Regions from separate parts of the Rattus norvegicus genome. Here region 2 is linked to region 1. A link is a contact called in public Hi-C data. All regions are on one chromosome and are shown on one strand. The core of a region is the stretch at or near the end of the contact, and the rest is flanking DNA. Distances in the headings are between cores, read along the strand shown.

The links. A called contact is a pair of places that touch in the nucleus more often than the background predicts.
Region 2: a Hi-C map of psoas muscle shows a contact between it and region 1, with 5 times the contacts expected there. The contact joins two enhancer-like sites. A contact is called at or near these places in 2 of 12 Hi-C or Micro-C datasets (frontal cortex and psoas muscle).

The regions. Positions count from the first base shown.
Region 1 is chr8:86,990,702-86,995,846 of GRCr8, reverse strand. It overlaps a transcript of Mlip not described here. Among named protein-coding and RNA genes, the nearest start is that of Mlip, 21 kb to the right of the region's middle. Within about 2 kb of position 1,991, at least 43 of the 93 cell types and tissues checked have an H3K27ac peak or open chromatin away from gene starts, as enhancers often do.
Region 2 is chr8:87,078,066-87,083,210 of GRCr8, reverse strand. It overlaps a transcript of Mlip not described here. Among named protein-coding and RNA genes, the nearest start is that of Mlip, 110 kb to the right of the region's middle. Within about 2 kb of position 3,065, at least 3 of the 93 cell types and tissues checked have an H3K27ac peak or open chromatin away from gene starts, as enhancers often do.

The DNA.
Region 1 (5,145 bases), core at 742-3,241:
TGGCGTTTGGTGTTTTCCTCTGGCGTCCGAGATGTGTGTGCAGAGTGCAGTCTCTTCTGGTTTCCCAGGCGTGTCTGCCTCTCTGAAGGTTTAGCTCTCCCTCCCACGGGATTTGGGTGCAGAGAACTGTTTATCCGGTCTGTTCCTTCAGGTTCCGGCGGTGTCTCAGGTGCAGGGGTCCTGCTGCTCCTGGGCCCTCCCCCACGGGAACCCAGAGGCCTTATACAGTTTCCTCTTGGGCCAGGGATGTGGGCAGGGGTTGGCAGTGTTGGTGGTCTCTTCCGCATGCAGCCTCAGGAGTGCCCACCTGACCAGGCGGTGAGGTCTCTCTCCCACCTAACTTCTTAATGCAGTCTCAGTTGTGAATTTAGATTATAAAATACAGAGGTAAGAGTTTCTGCTTTCCCCCCTTTGTCCTTCCCTAAACCAAGTTCTCTCCCTCCCTCCATTCCTCACCTTCCTTCTCCTTTTCCTATCTTGGTAGGGGGTACCTGGAATTCCAAATATTCTTCTATCCTTCAGGCGAAGCTTAGGGCTCGACTTGAAAGTTTCATCATCTATTTTGCTATGGCTGCTTCCCCTTAAGAATAAGCATTCTGCACAGTACTGAGAAGAGCATCGGTTGTGTTGATTGTGGGACAGAGCAGCATTGGCTGTTGGTTTAATACATGGTACAGAATGTTCCTGCAGCTTTTATGGGAGGCTTTGCTCTGCCGTCAGGGTCATATTACCTAGCTGGAAGGGAAAAGAGATGGGCAGAGGAAGATTTATCTAATCCCCTGTGAATGCATCCCAGAGTGATTTGATTGTTCTCAGTGTCTTTGAGCAGGGTGGGTGGATGGGACATGGGCATGTAGGAATAGCTGAGAATCTCTTTATATTTGTGTAAGTAAGGAGAGAAAAAAGTATTCTTGCAATTTTAGGCTTTTTTTCCCCTCTTTGAGTTCTTCAGAGAATAAGAGAGATCAGTATATTTTTAGAGATTCTTAGCTTGTTCCCCGAGCGTGGCTGCTTTAACTGTGTGCGGTAGAACCTGCTTATTGTAAAGGCCTTTGTAATCTCAGCATCAGGGAGACATTAGAATAGTGAACAAAGGCTCCATATATGCATCTACTGTGAATTTCTGTAAATTTTTCTATGCCTCATTTATTTTCTGTCTAAAAGCTAAGTATGTCAAGACTTGAAGGCTCCTTGAGAGGAGTCTTCAAAGACGTAACTTTGAATGACTTCACATTTGTCACAAGTACATGGTTCTTAAAAGGCCCAATAACTTAGATGTGATTTCAAATGAATGGACTCTGGGCTTCAGACAGTTTCTCATTAGAAACCAGACTCCTGTTTGTTTCCAGCAAATCACGGCTCCAAATGAGGGCCCCTTAAACAAACTACTGAGGCTGAGATCCAGATGAGTGACAGTCATGTCTCAGCCTTCCTCATGACAGCAGCACAGTGTCACCTGTGAGAGGAGTACCCTGAGAAACACTGCACCGTAGTGATTAATGTCACAAGGATACGAAGTCCAAAAGACCTGGACTGTGCCAAGCCTATAATTGGCCTCGTGTACAACCTTGGTGAAGGTGAATTTATTATTGTCCAGCATTAGAATTCACCCCTTTAAAATGTGGATAATGCCAGCGTTTAGTTTATGGTTTCTATAAAGTCAGAATGAGAAGGTACTTGGAAACATTTTGCATACAGTAAGCAGTAGGTGCACGTTGGCTTGAATTTCATGTTCATTATTTCACTCCGATCATCATCGCTATTTCTGGCGAAGTCAGAATTCAGCGGGGTGGGGGTGGGGACATTTGGAAATGGCAGGTTTCTCATTTATAGCTAGGATACAGGTAAACAAAAGCAATCCCCGAGATTAAGCAGGGAGAGCCAGCAGGGCGAGCCTGATCAGTTTGGAAAGCACAGCTGCAGTATACTGTGAGAAGCCTTCAGCCTGCCAAGTGCTGATCCTTTTCCTTTGAAAAGGTCATTGTGTAAGGAGCTGCCTACTAGCACTTACCCTCACACAAGCAGCTATTCATGTCCATCTTCGTATCTATGCTTCCAGTGTGCTAGCTTCTGCTCAAAGCCTTCCGTTTGCTCCCTCCCCCTCCAAGAGGCACTGTGTAAGTGAATCCAGCTTCACCTTGCCTTATGTAGATGTCTGGAAGTCCATGGCTCCCGTTCTTCTTTTGGAATTCTAAAGAAGATATTTTTTTAGGCTGCATTCCAGGCCCATCTCTCTGAGATGTCTCACCGCATCAGGTTCCACAGCTCAGCTTCCCCATCCTGAGTCCCCAAGCTGAGCTACTGAAGGTGTCCTGGAGACACACTATGGTTTTCAGCCTCCATTCTCCCATATGATTGCTTGTTAACTACTTTTATTACTTGGTTATACAATATAATTTTATCTCAAGGCTATAAACACTCCTTGTGTCTTGTCCACACCATTTATATCCCCACACCCTGTATGCGAATACCAGACTTACGTTCAACTCCTGATTCAGCCCTTTCTCTTGGATATATGAAAGGTCTCGCTAACCCAACACATCCAAAACTGAACTCTAATGTGTTCTTCCCTTAACTCACTTATTACGAGTGTGTGTGGAAAATTTTATTTTACTTTTGTCTTAGTAACCTTTTGTATTGGTGGGAGAAAACATTTGACAAAGGAAGTTGTGGAAGGCGGACTTTCTTTTAGCCCATTGTGTGAGGCTACAATCCATCATGGTGGGGAAGGCATGGCAGCAGTGAGGTGGGTGATCGCGCTGCATCTGTGGTCAGGACTCAGGGAGAGGTGGGTGCTGATGCTCAGGCCCCTCCTCATTTTTATTCGGTTCAGGACCCTAACCCGTAGGCTGGTAGCACTGTCCACATTTTGGGTCTTTCATTCTACATCAATTAATTTCATGTAGAAGGTCCTCGCCATGACCCATGACTGTTTCCCAAGATGTAGCACCATGGCTGTAGCTGGGCTAGTGCTCAGTCAATATTTGTTTAAGACACTGCAAGCAATGAGTGCAACTGAGGAGAGGGGGTCTGGTTTGCAGAAGGTCCTGACTAACGTGCCCAACCTCAAAGCAGCCTTTATATGAACTTTATTGCTTCTGAATCTGTGAGGGAAGATGATGAAGTTAAAGGATTACCCCAAGTGTTTAAACTGCAGAGGAGGTAAAATTTCTGAATATTTACTGCGGCTTGACTTCGGTTTAGAATATCTATTGATGAATTCGTTCTGATGACTCGGAGACTCAGAGGAGGTGGGTGCTTTCGTAGAAGGAAGTTGTTCAACAAATAGAAATGCCATTTGGTAAAAAGGAAATATGTGAGGAAAAGATGAAGACAAAGATGGTAAAATAATGGCTCTAGATCTCTGATGACCGCTTTTTTTTCCTTTTTTTCTTTATTAACTCAAGTATTTCTTTCTTTTTTTTTTTTTGGTTCTTTTTTTTTTTTTTTTTTTCCGGAGCTGGGGACCAAACCCAGGGCCTTGCGCTTCCTAGGCAAGCGCTCTACCACTGAGCTAAATCCCCAACCCCAACTCAAGTATTTCTTATTTACATCTGGACCTGGGCTCTTTTTGCTTAGGAGACTTTTTTTTTTATTAACTTGAGTATTTCTTATATACATTTCGAGTGTTATTCCCTTTCCCGGTTTCTAGGCCAACATCCCCCTAATCCCTCCCGCTCCCCTTCTATATGGGTGTTCCCCTCCCCATCCTTCCCCCATTGCTGCCCTCCCCCCAACAATCTCGTTCACTGGGGGTTCAGTCTTAGCAGGACCCAGGGCTTCCCTTTCCACTGGTGCTCTTACTAGGATATTCATTGCTACCTATGAGGTCAGAGTCCAGGGTCAGTCCATGTATATAGTCTTTAGGTAGTGGCTTAGTCCCTGGAAGCTCTGGTTGCTTGGCATTGTTGTACATATGGGGTCTCGAGCCCCTTCAAGCTCTTCCAGTTCTTTCTCTGAATCCTTCAACGGGGGTCCTGTTCTCAGGTCAGTGGTTTGTTGCTGGCATTCGCCTATGTATTTGCTGTATTCTGGGTGTGTCTCTCAGGAGAGATCTACATGCGGTTCCTGTCAGCCTGCACTTCTTTGCTTCATCCTTCTTGTCTGCCGACTGCTTTTAAAAGCTGTCAAGTTCTCCTGATTCTTCACTGGGGGCAGCTGTTCATGAATGCAGAGAGGAGGAAGAGAATCAGGGGTGCTGTTGTGGGGATCCTGAAACTACTTAGTCTAAGTGAAAATATGTTGAATCTCAACAGGCTGGTGCTTCCAATTAGTGGCTCAATTAAGAGAAAAAATTGTAAGAAAGATACTTTCAGATTTTGGGAAAAATGCATTTTTATTCATTAATTTATTGTTTAAATTCCTCTGTTGTGTAAGAAGGGTCTTGTGTCTGGAAACCTGTTATCAGTGGATGTGGCCTCCTGCATGTTCTGAAGTCTGCTTGGGGGAATGTGTGCAATGCAGAACACCCGCGTGGGCTGAGTTTGCTGGTCACCCCTGCCCAGGAGCTGCATCGGCACTGGGGACCTTCAGCAGAGGCCATACCCTCATGTTTACTTTGCCTTAGTTCAAGAGAAAAATGCAACATTTTAAAAGATAATGTATTTTATGCACTTTACATATTTAGTTTAAGCAAGATGGTTTGAGAATTTAGGTGTAATTATTTGTTTCCTCTGAAGAAAATACAAGGGAGGGAAAGGTGTGTGTGTGTGTATTTTCTCTAGATGCTATGATTTGAATGTCCCACAACTACCATTGAAATTTAACAGATTTCTTAACAGTGTTGACAGGTAGAATCTTTAGGAGGTCATTGGGCTGTGAAGACTATGTCATCCACTTCCCCTGTGTGGAAGTGGGGTTGGATAGGCTTGGCCTGCAAGCCTTTCTTATTGGCTCATGTCTCCTTCTCTTCTTCCTCCTCCTGCTTTCGCTTCTGCTGCTTCTGGTGTGTTACGGTGCTGGTAGAAGGTCCTTGCCAGATTTGGTCCTTTTAGTCTTGGGCTTTCCACCTTTCAATCTGAGTCAGATAAGCACTTGTGCTTATAACTTACCCGAGTCTGTGGAATTCTGCTATACTAGCAGGGAACATAAGGCATTGAAATTCTGTCGTAGATGAGACAGTCTTGCTGCCCCAGTGGACAGAGA
Region 2 (5,145 bases), core at 1,816-4,315, 86 kb before region 1:
GTAAAATATATACATTATACATATATATATATGTATATGTATGTATATATATGATACCACTATTTCTTCAAGTTCCTGGGAGAGACATGAACAAATAATGCAGGATAAACTCTCTAGACTTATCTAGCAACAAAACCATGGGGTTACTGACAGACATACTCTTCCAGCATATTTCCTGAAGTATTTTCTTCATCAATGAGAGAAAAACTGTAAGTGATGGTAAATTTTAAAAAAGTCATTAACATGTATATCTGAACAGGTCAAGGGCTAAACTCTAGAGAAACCATATCCACTTAATCTGAATGACATATTTTTTTAATTGCCATCCACAGATCTGTTTTGCCTCAAAACATAGAAGGAGTTAATTACCATTGAGTCACACAGTTCATTTACTTTGAGGCATACAACAATTTGTAAAGAACTCTGAAAACAATTGTTGCATTGGATAAAATGAATTTCGTTTCCTACATCATAACTTTCTTCCCAGTGGAAGTGTTGGGATCAGGAGGACCAGAACTGGCTTTTGTTAAAGGAAATGTCACTTTTGTCTCATGGTACTTCTGGATGCAGCTTGCTAAGTTTTCATAGAAGGATGTTGACAAGACTGCTTGACTGTCCGCATTGCCAGTCTTTCTGGCTTTGATTTGCCATTTACTTTTCTCATTTGCAACATTATTTTTGTTTCTTTTTTATTTACAGAGGGAAACGCATGTATCTGTCTATACTGCCAAGATGGAAACTGGATTCTGAAAGAGCTAATTTAGCCCAGTTATAGTCATCGTATGATCATCACATTTGTCCTTTTAATTGATTTACAAGGGCGGATCCTGGAGTGCTTTTACTCTGGTCCAGTGGCGTCTTCCTGGGTTTCAGAGAACCAAACTTGTTGGATGTTCTCCTGCTGAAGGGTTGCTTTCATGTTTAGTGACATTTATCATTATGTAGGGCCAGCTGCCTGACTTCTCCTCAGTGCTCTGTTTATGGGGTTTGAACATCTATAAATGGAAACACTAGCTAACCAGAAATTATCGCCAGGGCTTCTGATAGTGTCCCAGGCTCTTACAACATGGAATGCCCGGCATTATCTAACATGCAAGCATGTCAAATCAGTTTCTAGACAGAATCTGGACCTCTCTCTTTCATTCTCTCTCTTCCCACCTCTCTCTCATTCTTTCAACATGGAATTTGAAAAGCATGAACAAGGAAACGCACTAAAGAAGAACGAGAAGTTAGAGGAGAGAGTGACGGTAAGATGCCTGGGATTTTGCAAGCTCAGGTTTAAAATTTAAGTGACAGGGTGAGAGGTAAGCAGTCCTAGATTAGAAAAGCTCTTTCCCTGTCTCAGTTTCCATTTTGGGCTGGTCAATAATCTTGAAGTGAATGAGTTCTCTGGCTTTCTTGAATATGACGTAATAAACTGCTACAGAAATTTCATTCCTGGGAAGCGGGCGACTTCGATCTGAACGATGTGTTCTCCTTCCACTTTCAAAGCTGACGTTCTTTACTCTGAGCCTTTACTGCACTTGGTTTATTGTTTTACTGACTGATACTAGGAACAGTGAGCGTTTGAAGACAACTTCCTGGGGAAATACAAAGGAGATTCCCAAAAGAAAGTTTTATAGAATATTTCCATGTCTCTTGAAGTAAGTTTTATGAACTGAAGTTCACTCATTATAAAAATTTGGAAATTTTTTTTTGCCATAGAAGTTGTAAAAGCAGCACTGCTTTGACACTAAGCAGTTAATTGTAGTTAACCATATCAGTGTTACTTTCTGCAATATGATGTATATTATACTCTCCAATAGAATGTGCTGTGCATGGTTCACATCTTGCGTTTAGGTGGATAACTTGGTTCTCAAATTCACTGTGGTCACAGAGCTAATGTTAGAATTATTTATGCTTCATTTTAACAGCAGCAAGTGCGAATGACTCTAATAAGGGACAACTTTTATGAGTATATCATTCTGGATATCTGAAGATAAGGATTATACACTCCTAACTGATGTTAAAACCTTAAAAAAAAGCATTTTGACTTGAAAATTCTTGAATATCACAATTTCAAGATCTTAAAAACATTTTGGATAAAATATATGATTTTTCTTAAAAGACCCAGATCATCATTATTTTGAGAAACTGTGTAGCATAGACTGACCACAGACTACCTTCCTTTTTGACTTTATTGAAAAACCAAATGTAGGAATAGATCTTTTGAGTCAGAAATATCTGCATGAACGTTCTTGCTGCTCTGCTTCTAAGTCAAAAACTTAGGGATTTTGTTCAGCTTTCTGAACTTCAGTTAATGTGCTTGTAAGACAGGGAACGGTAATAACGAGTTTGAAGGGTTGTGTGAAAATTAAAAGGTGTAATGTGTGGAGGAGTCTCCAGCATTACCTCATTTTCATATTGTCTTGGCTTGATTTAGTTAAAAAGGACATACCCCAAAGACTACACAACACACACACACACACACACACACACACACACACACACACACACCCCAAATGCACTCAGGCACTCACACCCGTACATACATGTATATACTCACAAACAAATTGTAAAAAGAAAAAGTTGAAATTTATTTTAAGGCAGAAAGAAAATCCAGATCCTCCAAGTGTAAACGCTGAGTGTTGTAACACCTTGGTAGAAAATACGTCACTACAGAGCTGCTGTGAACTAGGGTCAGCTCTAACCCGAGTTAGTTTTGCAAATAAACACAGTAGACCTGGGGAAAATGCACAGAGTGAAACGGATCTCTTGTTACTTGACATGATTTGATGCATTAACATCTCACTTTCTGGGAGGTCAGACCTTTTCACACGCCCCACTCTACCTTGAAAACAGTTATAAATCTAAAGTGAGCAAAGAAGTGTTTCCTTGGAGCGAGCTGCTGTCCCACAACTCATGGGCATGGCTCTGTGGCAGAGGCCTAAGGCTAGTCTCTGATTAATTGTCAGCAGACTGGAGGACAATGTGGCAGTGGATGAGAGAGCACAGGAGTCTTCCGTGTGCAGTGTGGGACAGAGGCACATACAAGAGCTAGTGTCTGGGGAAATGGACAGTCTGGCGAGCTTTCAGAGCTGGGGAGGTTGATATACTGATACCAAGAGAAGACTAAGTCATAGTCAGTGCTTACTGCATAGGACAGCTGGGAAATGTGTAACACATTGCAACATTGCAGAAAAACAATCAGGCCAAACATGGTGAACTTCTGCTTGTTCTGTGGATGCGCATCTAAGCATGTTAGTGGTTGGGTCACTCTTCTCTTTGTCAATGTCCACATTTACTTTAGTTATGTTGATAAAAATTATTTAAAAACATTTTCTATGGAGTTCACTTCATTTTGAAAATTATTCACTACACTTACTATAAATAGTAATGTTTCTTATACTTTTTTTTTTTAAAGGGGAGAATAGGTTTGTAAGGGGGAGATCTGTACCTTGCTTAAATTGAAGTTGCATTTCTCTGGATTTTTAATGAACAATGTTATAATATGTATCATGCCAGAAGGCAGCACACACAGTTTCATTTACCATTTTAAGTTATTATCTGCACGAATAAATAAGGAAACCACCTGCCCGCAGCATTTTGAAAGACAGAATTTATTCTGTTAGAAACAGACAAAATGGAAGTGGTGGTCCTAACTCTGTGCCATCCTATGGTGAATGAATTAAATTTCTACCTTTTTGGTATGTGTGTGTGTGTGTGTGTGCGCGCGCGCGAGATGTGGGTGTTTACATGCTTACATGTATGCAGATGCACATGCGCTATGTTTTGTGAATGTGGAAGGCCAAAGTTGATGTTGGATATCTCTCTCAGTGTTTTAGTCTACTTGACAGATTGAGGCAGAATCTGTAGCTGAACCTGGCACTTGCTGATTCCAGTTGGTCTGGCCTGCCAAGCTCACTCCAGAGACCCCCCCCCCCCCCATTGCTGTCTCCTACGGACTGTGATGGGAGGCAGGGACCCACCTATCTGACTTTGATGTGGGTGCTGGAGACTGGAGTTCCACTTGTCATATCAGGATGATAAACATTCTATCCATGGAATTATATTTCCAGTCCCATCGACTTTTAAATGTTGGCTTTTCTCTTCGCCCTGAAGTCGCTGCTGTCTGGCAGCCAACAGTAAAGATTCCCGGGTGCTACTTTCCTTTTCATCTAATTGATAATGTGAAAAATTCTTAAAAAAAAAAGATCTTTCCAAGTTTCTACAGCTGTCAGTGCTAAGTGAAGCCATGCATAACCAGGTGGATATCATAGCAAACTTCCAAACACTGTAGTGAAAAGACAGTTTACGTGCATTTACAACTCCATCGTCAACCCCTGAGAAACCAGCTACGATGCATGCTGACTTCTTAGTCGTGGAACCTGTAAAGGCAGATAACACTAAAGCTAAGGTTTGTGGAAGGCAGTAGGGGTGGGGGAGGGGAGGGGCTATTTGTGTCCTGTTTCAGTGAGGTCATTTCCACCACCACAGATGTTAGGAATTTTTTCTCCTTGTCCTGTATTCTTAGGAACTCTGATTTGTTTGAATGACTTCCTCCAGAAGTGGGTATACCGAGGAACATTCAGAAAACACTACAGAAAGCACTTTTCGACACTTGTACTGATCATGCCTCTGTGGGACACATTGGAGCTATGTAGTGTCTTAAGCTAATGGATGAGTGTGACGTGTCTTAACATGCTGTCAGGGGCGGTTGAGCGTTCTGAAGAACTGTATGCTCTGGAATGTAATTAGGAGACCACATAGTATAATGGTAAGTTAGTCTTTTGATTTTATATGTCAGTTTATATGTGACTTGCATCTACTGGCACAGCAACTTCAAACCAGGTGTCACAAAAATCTAGAGCGTAAGGTAAATTTTGGAGTAGTTTAAAACCAGCTTTTCATTGTTTTAAAATTAAATTTATTTAATATGTGTTAAAAATAAGCAAAAACCAATGCACAATATCCTGCCTCTTGTTCAGAGCAACTCTTATTTACAGTGTATTAGCCAAAAAGGTTAGGCACATTTATAGTAATTGAAATCTTGAAATTAAAAAAAAAACTATTCCTATATTAACCAGTAAAAATATTCATGTACCTTAGGGCATTCTAACATAATGTGGTTTGTGGTAGAAAGCTATTAGCTCCTATTGTGTTATT